2 separate regions of the Pelodiscus sinensis genome follow, and region 2 is linked to region 1. Evidence: chromatin contacts called from public Hi-C data. All regions are on one chromosome and are shown on one strand. Each heading gives the region's core, a stretch centred on a gene start, on an enhancer-like site or on the middle of the called end of the contact. The rest is flanking DNA. Distances are from core to core; before and after follow the strand shown. Region 1 holds the start of EGR2 (early growth response 2). Region 2 holds the start of NRBF2 (nuclear receptor binding factor 2).

Region 1 (6,067 bases), core at 457-2,956:
CTGACGCGGCGCCTCACGGAGCCTCTCCTTGGACCCAGCCTGGGCGCATAACAAACACTATTAACAACGTGGAGGGGGTTACCTCATGCCTGTTACAAGGCCCAACAAGTCATGTCCAGAGGCTCGAGGGGAAGGCACGTGTTCAGTTCGGATTGAGCCGGTAAGAGGGGGCTACCTGCGCGCCCCATACGCCTCGGACAATTGTCTGAACTCCCAGACCCCAGTGTTGCAATAACGCTCTTTACATAAACCATTGGGGGCTGGTGGTAGCGCTGGCGAGGTGCACGGCCCCCCGTGCCTCTGCAAAAAAGTGGAATTGCTAACGGGGTGCCCCACATGCCCGCTGCCCCTCTGGTGGTGCTCCCTGCACCCCTCCGCCCAAGGATCAGTCGCCCCGGGACCAAAGACAGCCCTGCCATGACGTGAGTAATTGTATCAAGGCTAAAGTGAAGCCCTGATACGAAACGGGCCAGGCGCCTTAGCTGCGGACACTTATCCGAACGCGGTTTTGTGCTGGGCTTAGCTTTCCGTGGTGCAGCCAAGGCAGGGAATAAATCGTTTGACCTGCAGTTGGCACCTGCTCCACGGCGTGGCGCTTGAGCAGGAAGTTTCGCCGAGAGATCTTTCCAGTGGAGACTGTCAGCGATGCGGTTGCGAGATTGACACGTTAGTTCCCACAGGCTGAAAACTGTTCCCTTCAAGACAGCTCGTCACTTTACACTGTGTTCTGCCGTGCCGGCCGGCCCCGGGCAGAAACGCGTCCTTTTCGGAATAAGTTGGGAAGATTGTTCACTACCTTATATTGGGCAAACTAAAATCACTGGAAAATACAGACATTTCAGGGCCATAGCAGGCTCTTTGCTTCGTCTCTACTAGCTGCATTTCCCCTTAGAGCAGGAGTGCTACAATAATCCCTACTCAGATGAATGTTCTACTTCCAGCCTTGCCTGCCTGGATCAAGTTTGTTTTATGTTTAGATTTTAGGAAACAAAATCATACCTATCTATCTCTTAGGCTCAAATCTGTGCCACGTACATCTGTTACATGGATTGTGTAAGGCAGTGCAGAATCTGATTCCCTATAACTAATAAAAATAAACAGCATTGGTCAAAGGAAACCATGTAAAATTATCACTGTGTGTCATTAAAGGAAAAGCTATTCACAGCAGTAGTTTTATTTTAAAACAATTCAGTACAACTGATTTGTAGAAATACCATAGAAACGAGGTTTTTTATCAAGAGGTGCACGGAAAGTGTCATAGCATGTGTTTCGCAACGGCAGGTACTAGAGAAGAATACAGATGTATAATTTTGCAAAGGGTACTCAACTAGTTGCATCTAAAGGAAACCTGTTACTTCAAGGTAAATTAGGAAGAGAGCATTCCGGGGAATGACTCAGTGTTGGGGTGGTGACAATATAGCCTAAAGAAACTGAATATCCCCGCCATCGAGAACACGAACAAGCTTCGTTAGATATACAGGGAACCAATACTTGCACAGTTTGGTTAAGAGGCCTCCGCTTTTTCTGCTGGGACTTAAAAAAAAAAAGTCGGCCTTGTTTTGTCTCCTTCAGTGGGAGCTAGAACAACAACAAGAAGAAAAAGTTCCGTTTTCGCTACAGTATAAATAGATCACACACTTTCCAAAAAAGTAACACCACACTCGCTCTTATCAGTGTCTCTTTCCACCAGCGATTCAGAAAAAAGAAGTCAGATTCCGTGAATGTAGCTATTTTCTGATTCGTCGCTTGCGGTTAAGAGCTGCCAAGAAAGTGAGTAGCGGTTTGACTGTACTGTCTCGGCTCCGCTCGTTTTTCCGAAGTTTAATTTTCCGGAACGACTCCTAAAAAGGCATGGAAAGGCGGAGCCCGCAGGAACCGGATCTCGCCTTTTTAGGCAAGAGTTTAAACAACCGGAATATCCCTCGCTAGGTACTTTCGTGCGCCTGGAGCGAGCCAAGCACCTCCCCCCGGCTTTCCCGGCTTGCGTATCCTGGAGCTTATTAGTGTCTGTATAAAAAGTTACAGTGTGTGGCTGAAAAGCCGCGGCCAAGCACCAGCCTGCGTCTACCTGTGAGAGGAGCAGCCGAACGGGTGCGGACCCAAGACAGAGAAGCCCGCATGCTAATCTCCCACGTGATGATTCCGCCCGGTTCGCCCTTCCCTGTTCCTCAGTCCTTATATGGGCAGTGACGTCGTGGGCATTCACGGCCTCCCCATAAATACTTACTGCAACACTTTCCATCTACTGAGAGCTGCAAGTGATTAACAGCTCTGCAAGGGACACTGACTGTTACAATAACACTACAGCACTACTGGACTATTACTGAGCAATACCAAAGGCAGAGGTAGTAACAGACTTTTTAAAACAAAAACTTACTTGATTTTTTTTAGTGGAAGCAACAAATAACCCTCTCCCTGTACAGTATTAACACTACAAGCCGTGAAAGTTGTTTTCAAGGTTTCTTGTTGAGCAAATGATGACTGCCAAGACCGTAGACAAAATTCCAGTAACTCTCAGTGGTTTTGTGCATCAGCTGTCTGAAAACATTTACCCTGTGGATGACATCGCTACCACATTGCCAGCTTCGGTCACAATCTTCCCCAATGCTGACTTAGGAGGACCGTTTGACCAGATGAGCAGCGTGACAGGAGGTAAGCATCATTCTTTAAGTTGTGCATGTGCAGGGTGTTTACTTGGCTTACTTGCGGCCGGACCGTGCGCAGCTGATCACATTTAAGCGAAACAGAAAGAAAACTAGACAAGTACTTGCTGATTATGTCAATGACAACAAACTCAAATCTGGGTGCTCGTTTCTAATTTGATTAACGCCTGAATGCGGAGATGCTGAGAGATAACAGTGTTGAGGGACTACATCAAGCTGTCTGCAGCTATGTGGGTAGGCTAGTTGTGGGCACGCCACTCCTAAGCATCCTGTATGTATTCATGTCTGTGTGCATTAAACTAAGATAAAGTTGGGACCGTGAACCTTGAAATTAGTCCCAGGGATGTCCTTTGTAAATTAAAGCAGCCATAGGGAGAGACCCCTCCTCCCCATATAGGCAGGTGGGCACTGCGAAGTTTACTGCCAAACAGTATTTGGCCGTGTTGATAATAACATGCTCCTTAGTGGGGCGAAGAAGTTGGTGGAGCCTGTCGGTGTCTCTGGGAGTGGAGGGTGGCCGCGCACTGATCGATGGCCTTTCTTTAATTCCCAGATGGCATGATTAACGTTGACATGAGTGAGAAGAGGTCCCTGGATCTGCCTTATGCCAGCAGTTTCGCCCCAGCAGTTTCTGCTTCCCGCAATCAGACTTTTACCTACATGGGCAAATTCTCCATCGACCCCCAGTACCCAGGAGCCGGCTGCTACCCGGAGGGCATCATTAACATCGTGAGCGCTGGGATCCTGCAGGGGGTCAGCACCCCCTCTTCGTCGGCCACTTCTTCCTCCACGGCATCCGCTGCCTCCCCCAACCCGCTGGCCAGCAGCGCCCTGAGCTGCAGCATGGCTCAGAGCCAGCCGGGAGACCTGGAGCACCTGTACTCCCCGCCGCCTCCCTACTCGGGCTGCGGGGAGCTCTACCAGCAGGACCCCTCCTCCGCTTTCCTGCCCACCTCGGCCGGCGCTTCTCTGCCCTACCACCCGCCCCCGTCCTACCCTTCTCCTAAAGCGGCCGCGGACGGCGGGATCTTCTCCATGATCCCGGATTACCCGGGCTTCTTCCCGCCCGCGCAGTGCCAGCGGGAGCTGCACGCCGCGCCCGAGCGCAAGCCCTTCCCGTGCCCCCTGGACTCCCTGCGCGTCCCACCGCCGCTCACGCCGCTCTCCACCATCCGCAACTTCACGCTGGGCGGGCCGGGGGTCGGGGCAGCGGGCGCGGGCGGCGGCGGCGGGGAAAGCGGCCGCCTGCCCGCCAGCGCCTATAGCCCACACAACCTGCCGCTGCGGCCCATCCTGCGGCCCCGCAAGTACCCGAACCGGCCCAGCAAGACGCCGGTGCACGAGCGGCCCTACCCGTGCCCGGCCGAGGGCTGCGACCGCCGCTTCTCCCGCTCGGACGAGCTGACGCGGCACATCCGCATCCACACGGGCCACAAGCCCTTCCAGTGCCGCATCTGCATGCGCAACTTCAGCCGCAGCGACCACCTCACCACCCACATCCGCACGCACACGGGCGAGAAGCCCTTCGCCTGCGACTTCTGCGGCCGCAAGTTCGCCCGCAGCGACGAGAGGAAGCGCCACACCAAGATCCACCTGCGCCAGAAGGAGCGGAAGGGCGCAGCCGCCCCCTCCGCCTCTGGCGGGGCCAGCGCCCCGGCCGCGCCCGGCGCCCCCAGCTCCGCTAGCCTGGCCGCCTGCGCCTCCCGGACCAGGACGCCCTGAGGCGGCCCCTTGCGCGCCCACGGCTGCCGGGACCCCCGGCGCCATTGACTAGCACCCAGCCCAGCCCGGCCCGGCCCGCCCTCACACGTCCCGGGGATGCATCCTGCCTGGCTGCAGAGCGCGCTGCGGGGTAGGCTCGGCTCGGCGCGCCGGAAGCTGAGCCCCGTGCACTTTATAGCTTCAGGGACTGCTCCGGGGCCGCTACGCAGCGAGAGGAGGACGCGGGGATGGGCGCTCCGGGGCCGGGCCCAGTGAGCCGAGCAGTGTGTGTATAGCAGCAATGCTACAGCAGCGGACTAGGAGCCCAGACGTGCAATCTGCTGGGCCGGGACAATGGGCCTGGCCGGAGCGACTCCGCTAGAGGGGCTCCCGGAGTTTTAAATGACTGGTTTTGTCCGCGTATAGTCACTCGGCTTTTGTGTATTCTTTGGATGTGCACTGTTGAGTTCTCAGCCTTTGGGGAGGGGGAAGGCAAAGCAAATCTGTGATCTATCGAAGTGAGAGTCAGAGACGTTAACTTATTGAAGGTGGGATGTGCTGTTAAGATGCATGCAAATGTGTTGAAGTGTCCTTGGTGCCTTGTGTGATGTAGACCATGTTTCAGTGTCTGCATGTAAATGGGTTGCCTTATTAATTACGGCAGAAACGTGTTCAGTCCCTGCTCTTAGTATGGCTGTACATTTCTGCCCATTAATATTTGGATTTTTTAGAAAGTCTATTTTTGTACGCACTGTTTTTGTGACTGAAAAATGTTACATTTGTAGTCTGATTTCAGATGAGAATGTAAATAATCTCGCTCGAGTTGGCCAATCAATTGTCCGCTCGGAACAATAGCTGAAATAGAAACAAGATAGTCTAATAATGCACAACCATTAACCAGAACTCCAAGGAGAAATGGTTTCTTTGAGTATTCTGTAAATAAATACTTTTTCAATCATAGATTCAATGCTTAAATCATTTATGAGAGAAGACAAATATCTCAATTATGCTAAGTTGAAAACTGACTTTGTGAACCCTAAAGAAACAGAGGTCACAAGTATCTAACATTTCTGTTAGGTGGCCCACAGTACAGCCCTCTTGTACAATACATCAACCACTCCTGTTTATTTTAGATGTTGGATGAAATCTGTGGGTGACATTTGGCTCGGTTGAAGCCAGGGTTTCATCCTCTATGTGTGTAGCCCTCCTCTCCAAAAGCGCACGGGACGATTAGATCAGGTATGCGCACTTTGTACCGATTGAGTTTCCTGGAGTCGGCTCAAATAATAGACGCTATTTTAGATTAGGGAGACTCACAAACACAATCTCTCCCCCCTTTTTTTTCTCTGTGCAAACTACCCCCTGCAGAAGTGCATACACTGCCCAGTCCCCAGTGTACAAACAAGCATCTGCCACAACGGTGGGGACTTCCCCTAGGAATACATGGAAATGCTAAACTAAACCGGTGAGCTGTATTTTGACTCATTGTTGTTCCGTGATTTAAAGCAGGCTAATTAAAACGCCCAAAGTGGGCTCTGGAAAATGAACACCATCAGCTCAGTGCCCACTCGGAGAAAGCTGCTCTCAGAGCAGAAATAGGAGTCGAGCTGTGTGCGGCTTTGTGGGAAGTGCTCAACAGCGGTCATAGTGCAAAGATCTTTCGGTTTCCACAAACAACCAGGGAGCACTGATTTAGAGCAAAG
Region 2 (5,764 bases), core at 2,784-5,283, 150 kb before region 1:
CTGATGGAAAACTTCTGGGACAAAACAAGTAAGACTCTACACGATTTTTAAGAGTTAGTTCACAAACCTATTAGTTTTCAAACAGGACAAATCTATTGTAGTCTCCCTGGAGCAACAAGCTGACTGGAAGTCCTGTTCCCTTATGCATTCTTTGTTTTCCTGAAACATGTTGGAAAAGTCTCTCTGGAAAGACTTACATCCACATAATGTATTTAAGCTTTATATTGCAGAGCATGCAGCAAAGTCTTGTTCCTGGGGAGCCAGTGTGTAACCTGCAACAGGGGAGTGGGGAGCAAGTCCACCTCTGACAAGGGCAGCTCTGACAGGCTGTGGGGCAGGATTAATCATTTCCATCCCTAATCCTTTGGGGTATTAGACTACAGGGATTTTTTTTTTTAAAGTGGCCTTTTTTCAAAAAAAATCTTTACTGTGTCTAGACTGCTGCCGCGTTCTTTCAAAAGTAAACCGAAAGAACGTGGTAGTTTTTTCGATGGTGGAAAACCTCATTTTACGCGGAAACACGCCTTTTTTCAAAAGTGCTTTTTTGAAAAGAGGCGCTATGTAATGCAAACTGCTTTTTCGAAAGAGAGCATCCAGACTGCCTGGGTACTCTCTTTCGAAAAAGTGGCTTGCTTTTTCAAAAGTACTGGTCATAGTCTAGACGCTCTTTTTCGAAAGAGGCTTTTTCAAAAAATACTTTTGAAAGATACTTTCAAAAAAGCCTCTTTAGAAAGAGGCTTGCAGTCTAGCCATAGCCTTGGAAGTTAACAATCCTTTAACAAGACATGATGCATAGACAGCAGTAGGCTACACTTGCTAAAAATTACAACTGAAGTAAAAAACAATCAAAACTAAAAAAAGGGAGCAAGGAGGGCTGAGGTAAGCAGACTTCAGGGAGGGATTGTTTTGTCAAAGTAACAATTCACACCTTTTAAATTAAGAACAACCTAACCTGTTCTCTGTGGCTAACCGCAGCTTTCTCTGTAAAAATTGGTTCTTTTATATTTAAGGTATTTTGGGCAAAGATGCTTCACTCTTATTCAAGACAGTCCTCATAATTAAGTAAGAATATTATGACCATACAAATTTAATCAAAAAATGACAAATTTGTAATTAAGCAAAACTTTGTTCACATGAAGCTTATCAGATCTTAAATGGAGGAGCCATTTTAATTGCCCTGTCAATACTACCAGCTGAAAGTTAAACCTACCCAGTCTGCCTACCGAAAGCCCACATTTAGCAGAACTGATGGAACAACGTGCGAGCTGTAATTCATAAGTTAGAACAGTGGTCACCAACCACTGGATTGGGATCTACAGTAGATCTTGGAGCCTTTGACAGGTGATCCTGACAGGTTTGGCCCAGAGGCTATCAAGTGCTGGCTCTTCATCTACCCCTCTCAGCATTGCCATGCTGTTTTTTGCTCTCTGCCTGGGAGCTGCCCCTTACCCCCGGGAACCTCTTGCTTGCTGTGCAAGTCACAAGAAGAAAAGGAAGGGGCACTGATGTCAGAGTGCCTCTCCCCTCACCCTGTACCCCATCTCCACAGAGTGGTGGAAGGCAGGGATGGAGCGAGTTTGCTGGCTGCTTTTGGAAGTAGTACAGGGCCAGATTAGGGGTAAGCCTGCCCTAGTCCCCTATACCACCACCCAGAAGGCGCCTGTGGAAAGCGGTGCCCAGCTGGAGCCCACATTCTGAACCCTGGCCACAGTCCTGAAGCTTTCCTGCACCCCAAACCCCTGCCCTAGTCCTGAATCCGCCATCACCCATACTCCCTCGCTGCACCTCAACTCCCTACCCCATGCTCAACTCATAACCCTCTCACAGTCCAAATCCTTTAGCCCAAGATCAGAGTCTGCATCCCCTTCCTCAGAACTCTAGCCCTCTGCTCCAAGCCTGATAAAAATGAGTAAGGATAGGGGAGGGAGGGATGATAAGAGTGAGCAGGGGCGGGGCCTCGGAGAAGGGGTGGGAAGGAGGCAAGGCAATGGTTTGGGTTTCAGGTAGATCCTGAATTGCACTTAAATTCCAAAAAGAGATCTCATGCTTAAAAAGGTTGGAGACCACTGGGTTAGTATGTCCTTCTCAAGTGAGATTGCATATTACCAGTGTTATTATAGATGATCTCTATGGATAGCAATCCCATGCTCTAATCAGAATATTGCCATAAAATATATTTCCACCCACCTGACCAGGATGGTGATAGTGACTGCGAAATGTTAAGGCACATTAGAGAAGCTATAAAAATAAAAATCCTCAATAATAAAGGGAGACTTCAATTGTCTCCATATTGACTGGGTACACATCTCAGGATGGGATGCAGAGATAGTTTCTTGACACCTTAACTGACTGCTTATTGGAGCAGCTGGTTCTGGAACCCACGTGAGACAACAATTCTTGCTTTAGTCCCAAATGCAGCATGGGATCTGGTCAAGAGATGAATACAGCTGGATTACTTGGAAACCGTGATCATCATACAATTAAATTTAACATCCCTACGAAGCGAAAAACTCCACAGCAGCTCAACGCTGTGGCATTTATTTTCAGAAAGGGGAACTACACAAAAATGAAGGGGTTAGACAGAGATTAAAAAAGGTACAGCACCAAAAGTGAAACCCCTACAAGCTGTATGGGAACTTTTCAAAGATATCATAATGGAATCTTAACTTAAACGAATATCCCAAATTAAAGAACATAGTAAGAGAACCAGAAAAGTGACACTGTGGTTTAACTACCTACATGGAAAAGAAAAAGTGAGAAACTAAAAAGTCATTGTTTAAAAAGTGAAAGCTAAACCCTAGTAAGGAAAATACAAAGGAGCACACTCTGTCAAATGAGGGGTTAAAATATAATTAGGAAGACCCAAAAAAAGGAATTTGAAGAATAGCTACCCTAAAATTCAATAAGTGATAGCAATGTTTTAAAATTATATCAGACAAGAAGCTTGCTAAACAACCAGTGGGGTACTGACAAATAAAGGTCATAGAAGAGAAACTAAATGAATCCTCTGCACCAGTCTTCACGGCTGAGGATGCGAGGGAGATTCCCAAACCAGAGCCATTCTTTTTAGGTAACAAATATGAGGAATTGTCCCAGCCTGAGGTGTCATTAAAGGTGATTTTGGAACAAACTGATAAACTAAACAGCTTCCACTTGCCCTTCACTCCCAGGCTGCTCCCCACACATACCCCCTTGCCTGTGGGGCGCCTGGGATCCAAACAGGGCGAGAGCAGCCATTGTCCCTGGCGGGCCCCTACAGGCTGAAGCAGCCCCGCCCCTTGGCAGGCAGGGAGCTGCTCCAGCCACTACTGGTTAACCGCTCAGCATCACGGGGTTAACCTTTCACATCGCTAGGGGGACGGGAAGTTCCGACACACACTTACAAAATCCAGTGCAAAAGTAGCTGCGAGGAGCTTCGCGTTACCTGCCTCCACCTCTTGCCAGCAGCAGCCCAGTGAGGACAAGGACTGAGGGGTTCGCAGCGACGCCCCCGCAGCCTGCACGTATCGCGCCGCTCGTGCCTAGTGTCGCTGAGGTGGCTGCTAAGCGGGCTGCGACCATTTGCGGCGCGCGCGCCGGCAGGCCAGGCCAGACAGGCTCCCCCAGGGCCGCGCTGCCCCGGGGCGGGGCGCTGCCTTGCGGCGGCGTCCGACTGCCCCTGGCGCGCGGCAGCGGCGGGAGCGCGAGGCCTTTGCCGCAGGGCGCGAGGGAAGGTCCAACGGCCCCGCGCCAGGCCCCCAGCGGAACAGCCGCTGCCCTGCCACGGGGCAGCTCCTCCCCCCGCGGCGGCGAGAGCCCCGGCCCGGCTCTGAGCGAGTCGCGCGCCAGCAGCCAGCCCGCCCGAGGCGCGGCTCACCAGGTTGAGGGGCCCCTCCATCACCTCCATAGGCGGCGGGGGCAGCGGGCACATGGGCTCTGCGGCTCCCTCTCGGTGCCCCTGGCGGCTGTAAACACCGACACACTTCCGCCTCCAGCACGCACGCGGCGACGTCACAGCGCCGCCCAGAAGTCTCGCGAGGGCCCGTTCCCCAGGAGGAGGGCCGTGTCTCCATGGGAACGGGGCTGGGCGGCTCTCGAACGCGGGCGGACTCGCCGCAGCTGTGCGCGGGGCGGCCGGGCAAGTCCTGCCCGCCTGTGTGAGCCGGCCACGCCCGGGCTTTTCGCCTCCCCGCCGGACGGGCTGCGCCCCGGGAGCCCGTCTGGTCCCCTGCGCGCAGGCAGCGCCCAGAACCAGCTGGAGCGGGCTGGGACCCGGCCCGACTGGCGTAGCCGCTGCAGCACCCACTGGCCGCGGATTGCGGGAGCTGGTGCCCCAGCCCAGGTCGCTCCCTGGCTGGAAAGAGCGAAACCGAATTCGTGGGGGCCGCAGCACCAGCGAATAAACAAACCGGGCGGCCGGTTCGCGTGTTTCTCCGAGTGGTTCCCGGGACACTTTGGGAAACACTGATCGAGACCATCCCTGGCTGGTGCGTGTCTCGCCTGCTCTAGTGACACAGATTCCACAGCCTCCCCAGGCAATTGACTGCAGTGCTTAGCCATCCTAATGTCCCAGCTAAGCTCCCCTGTGCAATTTAAGCCCATTGCTTCTTGTCCCATCATCAGAGGTCAAGGGAAATGATTATTCCTCCTCCTCCTTCTAACAATCGTGTATGTATTTGTAAATGGTTATGTCCCCTGTCAGTCTTCGCTTTCGCAGATTAAACTTACTCAGTTGTTTCAGTCTTCCCTGGTAAGCAGGGGTATTGGGTATAAGTGGCAGGGAAAGGCAATGCCTTCTCAAACTGCCCATCTAGTCCTGCCACACTCTGCCCCCGGTTCCCTTCCCCCATTCAGCATGTGCTTCAGCCCCACTGAGGCCATGGCAACCCACCCTCCTTGTGCCTGGGTAAGCTGGGGCCGTGGGCCACAAGTGCTCCAGCGTGAGGAGTAGCAGGCTATGGACTGCCCATGCTCGGGGGAGACAGGACACCCGTGCTCCAGAGGGCTGGGGAGGCTGTGGGTTGCCTGTATGTGTGTGGGGGCTGCCATGGGTGGCAGGGGTGGGATCTTGGACTGAAGGAGTGGGGCTGGGGAGGAGGGTTGCCCAGGCGTACTTTTACCTACCACTCATGCTCATGGTGATGTTTTTAGAATTTTAATCAGAAGTGACTGGTGCATGTGAGGTTGGGGACCAGGATCGGCCACTCAGCGGGGCAGTGATGGGCATGTGAGGATTTGGCAATTAAAATTTTGGTGGTATTCACAAGGGGGCGGTACACCACAAGTAACCTATGCCTTTAATCATTTTTCTCTGGACTTTCCCCACTTTGATCACATCTTTCCTGAAATGTGGTGCCCAGAACTGGACACAATACTCCAGTTGAAACTGTATCTGCATGAAGTAGAATGGAAGACTTACTTCTCATGTCTTACTTACAACACTCCTGCTTACAGAGCCGTCCCATTCATGTATTTGTTCTTATTGAATTTCATCCCATTCACACCATTTCTCCAGTCTGTCCAGATCATTTTGAATTGTAATCCTATCCTTCATAACAGATGCAATATCTCCTAGCTTGTTATCATCTGCAAACTTGAAAGTGCTGGCCAGAGCAGTCACCTTGGGGCTCTGTGGGACACCACCCAGAGTCCAAGAATATCAAATTGAATAGTGCGGTGTCTATGCTACACCAAATTAGACCTCAGAAGGGTCAAATGTAGGCTACTTCTCTCAGCAAAGTGGAGTACCAAAGTCAACTTTAAAAGCCCTTAAGATTGGTCGAAA

The links. Hi-C and Micro-C count contacts between places; a contact is called where the count stands out from the background.
Region 2: a contact with region 1 is called in a Hi-C map of blood, with 2.4 times the contacts expected there. The contact joins the promoter of NRBF2 here to the promoter of EGR2 in region 1. A contact is called at or near these places in 2 of 5 Hi-C or Micro-C datasets (blood and liver).

What each region holds. Positions count from the first base shown.
Region 1 is chr8:24,461,098-24,467,164 of ASM4963464v1, reverse strand. It overlaps EGR2 (early growth response 2), which reads left to right and starts at 1,706. Exons shown (of 2, transcript XM_006111127.4): 1 at 1,706-2,652; 2 at 3,217-6,067. The coding sequence starts at 2,475. The coding sequence ends at 4,385.
Region 2 is chr8:24,616,013-24,621,776 of ASM4963464v1, reverse strand. NRBF2 (nuclear receptor binding factor 2) reads right to left here and starts at 4,033. Exons shown (of 4, transcript XM_075934891.1): 1 at 3,881-4,033. The coding sequence starts at 3,910.